Linked DNA regions of Mus musculus: all the other regions are linked to region 1. Evidence: chromatin contacts called from public Hi-C data. All regions are on one chromosome and are shown on one strand. Each heading gives the region's core, a stretch centred on a gene start, on an enhancer-like site or on the middle of the called end of the contact. The rest is flanking DNA. Distances are from core to core; before and after follow the strand shown.

What was found. A called contact is a pair of places that touch in the nucleus more often than the background predicts.
Region 2: a Hi-C map of cerebral cortex shows a contact between it and region 1, with 2.0 times the contacts expected there. The contact joins two enhancer-like sites. A contact is called at or near these places in 1 of 484 Hi-C or Micro-C datasets (cerebral cortex) and 2 of 115 datasets of contacts at active chromatin or transcription factors (SST interneurons and neural progenitor cells).
Region 3: a Hi-C map of cerebral cortex shows a contact between it and region 1, with 5 times the contacts expected there. The contact joins two enhancer-like sites. A contact is called at or near these places in 1 of 484 Hi-C or Micro-C datasets (cerebral cortex), 1 of 115 datasets of contacts at active chromatin or transcription factors (neural progenitor cells) and 1 of 9 other capture datasets (embryonic stem cells).

What each region holds. Positions count from the first base shown.
Region 1 is chr3:84,983,001-84,987,372 of GRCm38.p6, reverse strand. No RefSeq gene overlaps it. Among named protein-coding and RNA genes, the nearest start is that of Gm30944, 38 kb to the left of the region's middle. Within about 2 kb of position 2,167, at least 13 of the 459 cell types and tissues checked have an H3K27ac peak or open chromatin away from gene starts, as enhancers often do. A contact at or near this core is called in SST interneurons and cerebral cortex, where this site is marked.
Region 2 is chr3:85,528,685-85,532,695 of GRCm38.p6, reverse strand. It overlaps Gm3740. Among named protein-coding and RNA genes, the nearest start is that of Gm31419, 39 kb to the right of the region's middle. Within about 2 kb of position 1,740, at least 18 of the 459 cell types and tissues checked have an H3K27ac peak or open chromatin away from gene starts, as enhancers often do. A contact at or near this core is called in SST interneurons and cerebral cortex, where this site is marked.
Region 3 is chr3:85,661,959-85,666,279 of GRCm38.p6, reverse strand. It overlaps Fam160a1 (family with sequence similarity 160, member A1), which reads left to right. Exons shown (of 12, transcript NM_172682.3): 10 at 314-492; 11 at 789-927. Among named protein-coding and RNA genes, the nearest start is that of Gm40082, 49 kb to the left of the region's middle. Within about 2 kb of position 1,424, at least 18 of the 459 cell types and tissues checked have an H3K27ac peak or open chromatin away from gene starts, as enhancers often do. A contact at or near this core is called in cerebral cortex, where this site is marked.

The DNA.
Region 1 (4,372 bases), core at 918-3,417:
AAGTTTCAGTTTTCCTCGTTCTCTTCTTTTTGCAGTGTTGGGAATGTATAACCAGGGGGCTCACAGATCAGATGGAGCTTGGTGTCTTGTACAAAAGAATTGAAGCTGCCCACACAGAGAGTGAAGCAATAAAGAATTTTACTCAGAAGCGAAGAGAAAGCACAGAGTGGATGCACACACTTGGCAAGGGAGCCGCCTGTCCTGAGCAAGCCCAAAGCTCAAGAATGCCTTCCTGGTTTCCAGGAGGAAGGGCTTAGTTGCTAGGGCCAGTGCATGGGTACTTTTCTGGCTTAGATTATGTAAACCTCTTTTTACTGAACATGTTCTTTCCCATGTTGTGCCTGCTCTTAATCATATGCACATCCATCCGTGCATAAGTATAAGATGCAAATTCAGTTTAATCCCAAAAACCTTAGAAGACATGGTTGGCCCTACTGCGCGTGCACCTAGCCACTGTAGGCTGAACTGAAGCATTGCCTCAAATCTCAGACTATGTTCCAGGATGTGTCTGGTCACAAAAAGGAAGTAACTAGGGGTTGCTAAGGCACAGCGTGATCAGCTACATTATCTGGAGACAGGTTTGTGTATCACTTGTTGCAGGTGTTGGGTGGGAGGGTCCCAGGTTACTAAGTTATCCCTGCAAACTACCTGTGTCAGCTGGAACCCAGAGCCTTGTACATGTCTGGTGAGAGCCCTGTTAACACAGTTATACCCCAGCCCCTCTAGCTCTCTTTTTTAAATCTCTGCTTTTCTTTTTCTCTCAGGGTTTAATTTGTTTTTCTCAAAGGCACCTCAGCAGTCCTTCCAATCAGCTTTCAATTCTGTTCATTTTCTTGTTCCAGTCTAATCTTCTAATTTTTTTATTTTTCCCTACTTTAGCTTTCCATTTATGTCTTCTTAACTCTTTTAATTTTTATTTTGAATAGATAATTTTTCTCCCATATTTCAGTTTCCATGAGCTCTTTTTAAAAGTTGCATTTTACCCCCTTACACGATGCAGTGTTTTCTCCTGTGAGGGTAACATGATTCTTTATAAGATTTCATATTCTTTGTGTGTGTGCACAACAGTATAGGTGTCTACAGAGGCATCAGATCCCTTAGAGCTGGAGGTGTAGGCAGTTGTGAGTCAGCGTGGGTGCTGGGACCCAATGGTGGTCCTCTGTTAGAGCAGTATGTGCTCTTAACCACTGAGCCAGCTCTATAGTTCCATATTATAGTCCCTTACCAAGGTTTCTTATGGTATTTGGGTGGGGGGTGTTACTCTGAAATTTCACCCTTTTTCCAAATGCTCAGCCATCCTATCATATTTAAGAGACTGACAGTGAAAGACCAAGAAACCTGGGCATGATTTTGCATGCTTTCGATTCCCAAGTGCGGGCTAAGATGGAAGTGGGCTAAGATGGAAGTTTCGTCTCTCAGGAAATGAGACTCCACTGCACACTATATTCCCAAAGGGAGACTTTCAGATCCCTGGCACATTTGGGAAGGCATTTTGAATATTGTACCCCGGAAGTCTTATTGATGAGTAAGTCTGAAAATGGTCACCAAGACACTGTTAGTGGTAGTGGCAGTGACGACGATGATCACTGCAAAGTGAATTAGTCACACACTCTGGCCTCCACACATGTAGGATGCCACCGTGTACATGTCTCCCAGTAAATAATAAGTGTAAGAAAAAATTAAAACTTGTAGAGTCACACAGGTGGCTGAAATGGAATTTGGATCCGGTTGTCTCTCCTTCCTGATGATGGTAATAGCACTCGGCTGCTGAGATGTGTTGAGGATTCACCGTGCACGCCTTTACCTTCTGCATGGTCTGGCCTCCTTTCAAGCCTCAGAATGCAGAAGCTTGCTGTTCCTCTCTTTGGATGGCTGTTTTTGGCACACAAGTAGACCAGTAACATTTATTTTTAAAAATTCTTATGTAACTGAAGTATTTAACTTCTGTAGCAATTCCCTGCCCCCCTGCCCAAGGACCTGAAAACAGACCTTCTTTAAAAATTATAATTACATTTATTATTCCTGTAGAGGGAGGGAACAGGCATGTTGAGGTCAAAGGGCAACTCGTGGGAGTTAGTTTTCATCTTCCACTGTGTGGATCTCAGGGATTGAACGCAGGCTGTCATGCTTGATGACAAGCACCCTTCTGGCTGAGTCATCTCGCCCGCCCTAAAAAAGGTGGCTTATGACTTTCCCAACACAATTTCCCCACTCCTCCTGTATTTCCTCTGCTGTGCGGAGCTCAGAGAACAAATTGTTCTCTAGCAACTCTTTTGTTTTTGCAGTTGGAGAGATTGAGGGGATCCCAGCACACAACACTAGAAAACTGACTCGTGTTTTCTACAGTTCTCTCCAGTTGAGTTAAGGCTCGTGGTTGTTATATCTTCCAAATTGATAGGTCAAGAATGAGGATCACTGGTATGATATGCACACACACACACACACACACACACACACACACACACCCTCAGGTTTGCAAGACAGTGAGATATTCTGAATGAGATATACATAGTGCATAGTGGTCCATACCTTTAATCTCAGCACATGGGCAGCGTAAACAGATATAGCTTTGTGAGTCTGAGGTTAGCCCGGTCTATGTAGAGCATCCCATGACATTTAGGGCTGCATCATGAGAACTTTTCTTTAAAAAAAAGGCGGTGGGTGGATCCCCTAATGCAAGTTTCTCTTCTTGTGTGTGTGTGTGCTTGGCAATAAAATGAGATTATCTGTAATAAAAGTGTTTCATTACACAAGTCAATTACAAATATTTACAGTCCAAGTGTACAAGGCAGCTGAAGTTAGAGTAGTTGTTAGGTCTCAAACCTGGGACAAAGAGCTGAGGCGCTGATTTAACTGGATCAAACTGGATCTGGTGGCCAGGTTCTCCCAGCATCCCTCAGTCCCTGTTACAGGGTCCTCTTGGCTGGCATACTCTGCCCTCTACCCTAAACTTCTGCAGCCCAAGGGCTGGGCTGCCCTTCCCCTAGCTGCTCTTCCCTATAGAATCCAGCCATTTTGGCTACACCAGCCCTTTTGGCCTCTTGCTCCAAGCTCCCTCCTCTCTATCCCTCTTCTTCCTTCTCACTTCTCCTCACATGATCCACCTCAGTCTGCTGGTCATGTCCACTATGGACTCTCTCCCTGATGCCTCTGTCTGCACTCTCCCTCCTATCTACCATAAGACTTCTCCTCTACCGTACCTAGTATACCATGCCCTCCTTTTATTCTTTTTTTTTCTTCATTCAGTAATAACTACAAATCCTTAATGACTACATGTCAAGCCCTATACTAACTTGACCTACATTGTGTCATGTTGTCCTCATATTACCTCACCTACAGATGAGAAGACTAAGTTGTGAGACTGGCCAATTCACCTTGAAACTGAAGAGGCTACATAAGGGCAATGAGTTACTGGAAGTTGTAGTACTTTAAGATGGGCATGGGTTGCTGGGAGTTGTAGTCCTCCTGATGGGCAGAGCCATGCCACAATGAGATGCACTTCTAATACACAAACCTAATGATCTCCTTAAACATATCACAAGGAAGGGACCCACATTTACTACTTTGTTGTATGGTTCTGATTCTAAGCACTCACTCTGGATCCAGTTTTGACAAGTCTAAGTTAGTAAGCTTCAGCTCTCCCAAATCCGTATCCAGTGTTTACCGCGGGTGCTCTTCGTTGCATCCTTACCTTTTTGGATCCTTTTGGTGTGTTTAAACTACCACCTTACTTTATCGGGAGTGTCATCAGATTGATAAGCTCGCCTTTTCTGATTATTACTTAGTATGGTGGAAGGACGGTTTGATGAAGTCTTATGAACTTCATTGTGAATCTAAGTCTTGTTAGCAACCTCATACTGAAGAGTGCTTTGCAGTTTCTTTTGTAAGCTGTGAACCTCTTGGGGAAAAAGTAAATTGGCAAAATGTTTTTGTGGCTCATAATAGTGGAACCTTTGGTTTGCAAGGATCATCTCTAAGTAATTTTTTGTTTCTTGCAGACCAGAGCTGTCCAAGTGAAACAAAGTCCACAGACAAACAGAAGAAATAGGTTTTGGCCCAAGATGTTCAGGAGAGTCAGCAAAATATGGATCCCCTCAGTGGTTCCTTGTCCTCCAGAATCCTGGGAAGAATCAGATCTGAAATACAAACACTGCTATTTTTATACTCAATGGTAAACTGGGAAGTGGCCAGGTGTTTGCAGCAAGGAGCGTTCCTAGGAGTTGGAGCTAGACTTCTTTTGTACTCTTCTTCACTGGGGAAAGGTACGCACGTTCTGGTGCTTTCAGCTCGGTGCCTTCCCTTTCCTGAAGAAACTTTCAAATTACCTTTTGATAGTGTTCTGTTGTTAAGAGATGGCAGTTGGCAGGGGCAT
Region 2 (4,011 bases), core at 491-2,990, 550 kb before region 1:
GGAACATAATGAGAGCCCATCTTTAAAAATAGGCCTGGCTGATTGTCACTGCCCTAAATCTAGCTGCATGACTGCTTTGTTTTCTCTTGTGTTTTGTTTCTTTAGAAACTCGGGCATGCGTAATGAAAGCTCATGGGTTGCTAGTACTTGTGTAGCTGGGGTAGGGCAGTTCAGAGGCCTTTTGAATGTCCTCCTGGGCAGTCTCTGATCATATTTCCTATACCAGTCCCCTTGGCTGAAAATCCATTAGTCTCTTGACTTTTCATGCGAATTGAAATTGCTATATTGAAAATCATATTCCAAAGCTGAAGCAAAGTAATGCTCCTCTTTTACAAAGCCATCTCGTTGTGTTTACCTTGATGTTAACCGTGCTTTCTCATTTATCTGATACGTATTATTGTCTGGCAGGATATTGTGCCATATGTAATGATTATAATTTAGAAATGAAAACCACTACTTGTCTTCCTCCCTCCCCTTTGGTTGTTGCTGGCTCTGTGGATTTTTTTCCTCTCCCTCTCTGCCTGTAAACATCTATAAAATGAGTAAGAGTAAATGAATTACACAGGTGTAATCCCATTGAAGGTTCTGGAAACAGCCTTTAGCCTCCAGATCCAAGCTCTTACGGTCTGTGTCAGATCAGAAGTGCGAGATAGAATCACAGCTCTGTTATTCAAGGTTTGCTTTTTGCTAATTTTATGGGGAACATAAAAGCTAATGTAAAGCATCTGTCACATCCTTGACCCCCTTGAAGAAACCTGTATCCATGGCAGCCAGAAGCAGGGAGGAGGAGGAGATCCCCAGGTTTACACACAGCATCTCAGAAAAAAAAAAAAAAAAGAAGAAGTGCTTATCTCTTGAGTGTCCTTCCCTGCTGTGCCGATGCACTGATAAGGTTAGGGTTTCATTCTATCAAATCAGCACTCATTAATTGGGCTCATCTCCTCTTCCCAGTGCTAGAATTACAGCAGTGAACAAATCACACAAGAATCCTCCTGTCCCATCACCCGGAGCCCACTTACACTATGACTAAACAAGATAGAAAAAAATGTTGCACATAACAAGCTCTTCACACAAAACTGGTTAAGGCAAGAGTTAGGGGCCTAATCTTTCAAGGCTGCAGCTGGGCTTTTCCATTGAATAGGCTGGGTGCCAAAGACCTCACTGATAAAATGATGCTTGGGCAGATATCAGAAGGAGGGAGAGCCCCAGTGCAGATTTCTGGATGTAGAGACTCCCAAGCTTGGAGACAGCCTGTGCAAAGACCCTGAGACTGAGGCTTGGCAGAGGGAGTAGCAATACTCATGTGTCCCCAGTCAAATGAGAACAAAGGAAGGAACCAAGTGCATAGAGATTTAGAAGTCCGTGTATTATAGGGCTTTCTAGGACCAAGGAAGGCCCTGAGATCCTCTGGGAGGAGTTGGAAATCCCTGAAGAGTTTCAGATAGAGAAATGGTCCATTTCAAACAAAACACCTAACACAGCTTCATAAGAGTTAGGGAGTTGGGCTTTCAACGGTAAGACAGGCTGCTGCAGGAAAACCTGACAAGAGATCATGGTGGCTCGGAGGAAGGTGGCAGGTGGTGCTGAGATAGAGTTTACTGAGGTTGTAAGTTGAGGGCAGAGCCAATGGAATCTGCCAACAGATTGAGTGTGGGATCCCTTCACAGACCGATTCTCTGAAATCGTTACTTAAGGTGCACGAGGAGTTCTGGACGCCTCTTCCTGAGGATAGACACTCAGCATTACATCACTGGCCACATTTGGAATTTCTTTCTTTCTTTGCTGCGTTTTGTACTGAGCACATCTACAGCATTTGCAAGGCCAGAGAAATATCATTTCTGTGCCTTTCTGTTTTTGGACTGCAGATTCTTGCTGCCACAGAGAAGCATCCCTACAGAAGTGCTGCAATCCTCTTGGGTCCAAGAACAACACACACATCCATCCTTCTGCTCACCACTGCCTCCCTGCATCAATTATGCCTCCACCGTAATCTCCGATGTCTCCTTCCTCCAGACTCTGCTCCAAGCTGTAACTGATTCATGTTCAGCCTGATGCAATAATCTTTACACTGACTCTTCTGTTTTCATGCTTCCAGAAAACTAGCAGCTTGCAGCCAAAATTACCCTTGTCCAGTTTCATTTCCATCCACTTGCTGTCCCTCTGAGAGTCCTGTCTCTGCCTCTCTCTCTCTCTCTCTCTCTCTCTCTCTCTCTCTCCTCCCCCTTTCCCTCCCTCCTTTTCTCTCTCCCACTAAATTGAAATAGTTTAGCATATTCTTTGTACACACTCTCACCCTGTCCTTTTCATCTTTAGCACATACCTATGTAATTTTGGGTTCTCTCCGGCAAGCCACCTAGAGAACTGAGTACATCAGGTAAACACCAGGTATGAATCAGAAACACCGTCATCCGATTTTCTGGTTATCACTGCCTAGAATGTGAGAATGGAACACAAATAGTAAATAGGACCACAAGGGGTAATTCTTTACTCTGCAGACCTTAATTTTCCTTCTAAGTGTAATAAACAGCTGACCTGAGAGTGCATAGTCATTTCTGGAGCTTGATCAATACTTCTGGCTCTGTGACTTCAGATACACAAAGAGAATTGTATCTTCTGGTCCTTTTGGGGGTAGATGAAGCCATGAGACTAACTCTGGCTAATAATGTAAAAAGGTTGCATCCATCATGATGACTCCCCCCCATCCCTTGGTCACTGGTGGTGTTCTGATTTATTGAATGGCTCTGACATATAGCTCTTTTGGCAACCTGGCAAATATATGGCATAGCCAATAAACTTTTTTTTTGACTACTGAGATTTTAGGATTCTTACTACAGTATGATCTATGTCTCTCTTTTTTTTCCCCCCATGGTACTGGGAATCAAATACAGAGACACATCTATGCTGCTAGGTATATACTTTGCCACTGAGCTAAGCCCTGTTCCAACCTAGCCCATGCTAGCTTGATTTATTCAAGTTACCTGTTTCTGTAATAGGTACTTAAGAAGTGACTTTAAAGCAGATGAAACCTTGAATGAATAATAAGGCCTTGCCTAAGTAGGTATCAGACTGACTGATTCTAGCCCTGGAGGCCTTAGGAACTAAGGGAGTAAAAGGAAGATCAGCCCTGGCTTTAGGTAAGGGGAGATAACCTGATGGCAAACTCACATAAGACATCTATCTATAAGGGCTTTCTAGGGTTGGAACTCACATAAGACATCTATAAGGGCTTTCTAGGGTTGGAACTGAGCTTTCTTGCTTTGCCTCAACCAAGCAGCCACATAGCTGGGGTCCTATCTGCTCAGGAAGGAATTTCCATCACAGACGATGACAAGAAGTGAAGGCGGGAAGGGCCACCTGCTCTGCTTCATGACTTCCAGAGAGGCAAGTGCACATGCCCCATGACCTGTTCGCCCAAGCCTGTGGTACTGACACAAGCACGTGACTGTGGACAATGCCCGTGGACAGCTCAAGCAAGGTCAGGAGAAAGCCAACATTCTCGATGCCGTCTAAGTACCACAGAGTGGCAAAGAAATGACTTCTGCTTCCTGTAGAGACCATTAGCTAAATTGCAATATCTCATTCTTGGACTGCCTTTGCCAGGGTATTGTTTCTTGCTTTGAACCTGGGAAAGGGAAGGAAGAGGCAGGCGACCGTCTACCTCCCTCTTCTTTTCTATGAAACCCACTGTTTAGAAGGACGCTTTGTTTTTAATTGGCAGGGGGAGGCTAGTGAGAGCCGCTAGCTTTCTGCTTGTGTTATGATTTTGTGACAGTGTGAAGTCAATCTTTGAGCAGTTACAGCTCTCCAGAGCTGTCAGTAACTCAGAGACTTCAACTCTGATTAAAACTCATGACTAGAAGAAATTACCATAATTCGGTGACAGGCCCAGAGAGAAAGCCGTGATGATACGCATAACAGTGTGCCAGTGAAGAGGGCACCACGGCGAGTGCTTTACTTTAGTACCTAGGACTTTCCTCAGGGTTACCACTGGGGACCATCATCGTCTTGTCA
Region 3 (4,321 bases), core at 175-2,674, 680 kb before region 1:
TGCAGTCCATAGCATGGGGAGACAGTGAATTATACATTTTGATCACTGACAGAATCAGGACTATAGAACCAAAGGGGAAAAGCAATGCAATTTCTAAAAATTATTTGTTGTCTGAGCTTTTCAAGGTTCTTCATAGATTTCAAGGTACTCCAGGTGGTTGTGGAGTCAGGATGTCAACTCTCCTTTATAAGGAGAAGCAGACACATGTCCTCTGTGTCCACACCCTGGCTATGGCCCCTGTGACTTTGCAGTTCTGCGGACACTTGTCCCTCATGTCCAGCCAGCCCTGGCACTGTGTCTGTCCTCCCTGCAGGCCCATTCATCAGCGTGGTCCTGTCAAAGCTGGAGAACATGCTGGAGAACTCTCTGCATGTCAACTTGCTTCTCATCGGCATCATCACCCAGCTGGCCAGCTACCCACAGCCGCTCCTTCGCTCCTTCCTCCTCAACACCAACATGGTCTTCCAGCCCAGCGTCCGCTCGCTCTACCAGGTGTGTTACAGCCACGCCCATTCCTTCTGTCCTTCCCTTCCTCTCAGGACTTTGTTAACTTGGTTCCCTTCCCGTCCCAGCAGGCTGGCTGTATAGACGGTTCTAGACAAGCTGCAGTGCTTCATTTGGCTTGATGTTTTGAGAGTTCCTTACCAGGAACACAGGCAGTTAAAAATGAGCAAATGTCCAGTACCATAACAGTCCCTGTAATGAGGGATGGACCCGAAAGATGTATTGGTGACTGAGAGCAGACTCGGGCTGAGGAGTAATAGCATCATTAATGTGGTTTTTGACAGGTCCTTGCATCGGTGAAAAACAAGATCGAGCAGTTTGCTTCTGTGGAGAGAGACTTCCCAGGCCTCCTCATCCAAGCTCAGCAGTACCTGCTCTTCAGGGTGGACATGTCTGACATGGCCCCTGCGGCACTCACCAAAGGTCAGCCAGCTTTCTCCACTGTGCCTGTCTTAGCCTGTGCCCAGTCCCCCACATTTTGTTTGCAGGTGTTCTTGGAGTCTGGAACCTATATGCATCAAAGAACCTTTTTGTTTGTGTCCATCCTAGAACCACCTCTTTCTAGTGTTCTCAGATTTAAAAGGAAGTGCTCCTGCTCCCAGGCCTGCCCTTCCCCTCCATGGAGGATCTGGCTGCCCATCCATTTTCCTAACTGAGGTGGTTCAAGGAAGGAGCTGACATGAGATGTTGACAAACTGCAGTATATCAGCCCCCGCAGACTCCAGGGAGGCATCACGTGCACTCCTGGAACCATCTTTTGGCTGTCCCTGCCCTGCAGATGGCATCTGTTCTCTTTATTATATTTTTAGAGCATTTTGTACCAAAAACTAAACATGTTTCAGGACTCCAGGAGGCGGACACTGTTTGTTCGAATGAGGGTAAACGTGTAGTTTACCCTCAGCAATTCCTGCTTCGCTCAGCAAAGGGGAGGTGTTAGGTGGGTCATGGCAGAACAGAGAGAGGTGGGTGGCAGCGAGGTGTGACAGAGGAGAGCTGAGAATAGCCCGAGGCCTGGGGAGTACTGCTGCTTGGCCTGGTTTCTGGTTAGACAAATCTGATGGCCACTGTCTCCTGAGCTGTGACATAGGCAGGCCCTGGTGAGCACAAACAAGCGAATGTCCAGTATTGTTGTGGCCTACCTGGCCATGCTTGTCCAGGTATGGGACAAAGCTTCTGTGAGGCGGCTGAGCAGTGGGGAGACTGGGGCCTCCGAGCTAAGGCAGGTGACCAGAAACAAGGCTGGGTATGAGAGGCAGAAGCATGACTCTGAGAGAGATTGACACCTTCATAAGAAGCTCAGAAGAGCCCAGCACTGTGTGCAGCTACTGGCTCCTGTCTCTAGTGTCTGCTGTGTTATCCGGGTCACTTTGCTTCACTGGGTCTTATGTTCCTGTTTGTGGAGATGGGGCTAGGCACGAACCCAGGGCCTCCAGCAGGTTAAGCACACGCTACCACTCAGCAGTACTCTCAGCTCCTCTCTTGACAGTTAAAGGGAAGGTTTGCTCATCTCTCAGGCACTCTCTGGCCACAGCAAGAACTCTGATTGAGGTTCTTTTGGGGTACTACGCGGCAGATTTTAGAAGAAAGTTGGGCTAAGTACCACTGGTGAAATGAGGGGCCAGGTTTTAACTTGTTAGAATTCAAAAAGAGAAGGTAAGGCCATTGTGGGCGGGAGGGCTGTGTGCAGTGAGTGGGAAGGTGGGTCTCCACTCTGGGCTGTGCCCTTTGCCCAGCCCTGTTGCCTGGAGAGGAACGGAGCCTTTGTCCTGCTCAGCTTCTGAAGTCCTCTGAGTTAGTCTTTGACAGTCTGCAGCAGCTTTTCAGAGCCAGGCACCATTTCAGAAGCCAGCCCTGGCCCTGATGTGATGTGCACTTCCTTCTCCCTAGCTTTCCCTTCGGGTGCTGTGCATGCTTGTTGGGCCCTTTTGTAACTCAGGTGCCTGCAGCCAGAGTTGCTTCCCCAGTCAGCGTCTGCATTCTTAACTTCCTGGTGTCCCTTCGGAAAAGGCAGCCTCCTCAGGGAGCAGTTAAAAGGATCCCTGCTCTACAGCAGGAGGATGGAGAGGTTTCTGTGATGACTGAAGGGACCAGGTCATTGGCTCCTGAGGTTTAGTTACTTTCTCAGCAGAAAGGAGGAGAAGGAGGAAGAAAAGGAGGAGGAAGAAGAAAGAACTCCCACTCAAATACATTAAAACTACACAATAATAGTGCCATGACCCGACTTAATGTAAAGACTCCTTTAACTGAGCTCTGATTCTAGAAGGTGGCTAGATGCTAACCCATTTTACAGCAAAGGAAACAGCCTTGGTGATCCAGGCCAGGGTAATCACTCAAATCTGCCTACTTGTGACACATTGAAAGGCCATCTCCTGGTGGTAAGCCAGCTCGGGTCCACCCCAGGGGATGCTGGAACTGCCTGAAGGATGTCCCTGTAAGTCTTCGGACCCCTTTGCTGCTCTTCTGTGTCATGAACAATGATTTGTGGATTCAAGCTGGGCAGGCAAACCTTAGCAGTGACATCTCCAATTCACAAGTCACGCTAGATGTAAAAAATCCACAAAGAGCATGGTTTAGCGAGCAGGGTGGGGTTGAGTTGGGAAGTGGAGGTTAGGCGTGAGAGGCAGCTCTAAGGAGAACTTGAGTGTGGAGGAGTGGGGGGTTATTTCCTTGGTCACACATTCTGCAAAGTGTTGTAGGCTCCCTGGATAGACTGGCCAGGGTTTGTGAGACATTCTCAGGGGGCTTGGCTCTTGAAAAGAGCAGTGTGTGGCTGAAACCCTGTGCCAGCCTCCAGTGAATGGGGCAGGGACCCGGGCAGAGAGGGGCTTTCGGGAAGTGAGTGGCAGCTGAAGTGGGCCACATGCAGTCTAGTGTGGCCCCTGTGTATTGATACCTGGTGACTCACTTGATCATTATAGCAATGCCATGAGCTTCTGACAGTCAGAGGAAGTGAGAGCACAGAGAGGTGAAGCCACTTGCCTGGAGTAGCCCAGCTGGTAGGTAGGTCACAGAATCTGTGCTCTTAGCTATAGTCCCAGTGCCTCTGAAGCTTAGTAAGATGTGGGTGAAGGGAAATGTGGGGACGGAGCTGCAGGGGACGAGGCAGCCAGCACAGCATAGATTCCAGTCTGGGTGTTCTGATCCCCAGTGGATCCAGGCCAGCTTCCCCAGTGAGCTCCGATGGCTCGTGGGAGACCTGAAGTGTCTGAGGACCAGTGTGGGTGGGTCACCAAGGCTGACCTTGGGCCTCTGCATTGTTAATACCCCTGATGGGGCTAGAGGGAGCTCTGATAAGAGATAGTAGGAGACAGATTCTCAACAACTTCTCTGTGACACGAACTGTGATATGCTTTAATCCAAAAGGATATTTAAAGCAGCAAAGTAGAGGATTTTTTTTAACACTAAAGACTATAGTAGTGAGATGTAGAAAGTACTATAAATGTCAAGAATTTTTAGTGCCGTCGTTAAGCAACACTCTGAAAAGTGTTGAAAAATGGGGCTGAATTCTAAAAAGCAGCCAGAATAATGAAGAGCCTGGATACCGTGATTTGGGAGGGTTGATGGGATCATTTGGGGAGGGGCAGAGGTGGCATAAAGAACTCCTACAAACATATGAGGGCTGGAGAGCTCAGGAATCAGTCAGGGAGATTGAACCATTTTAATTAGGAGAACCGATTTGGTATAAAAATGCAAATCAGCTGGATGTGTTGGAACCTGGGCTCGTGCCATCTTAGATTTATGTTGCTGAGGGAGACACAGGCCCCTGGAGCCCTCTTTAAGTGCTGGCTGTCCAAGCCCTTTGTTGCCATTAGATCCT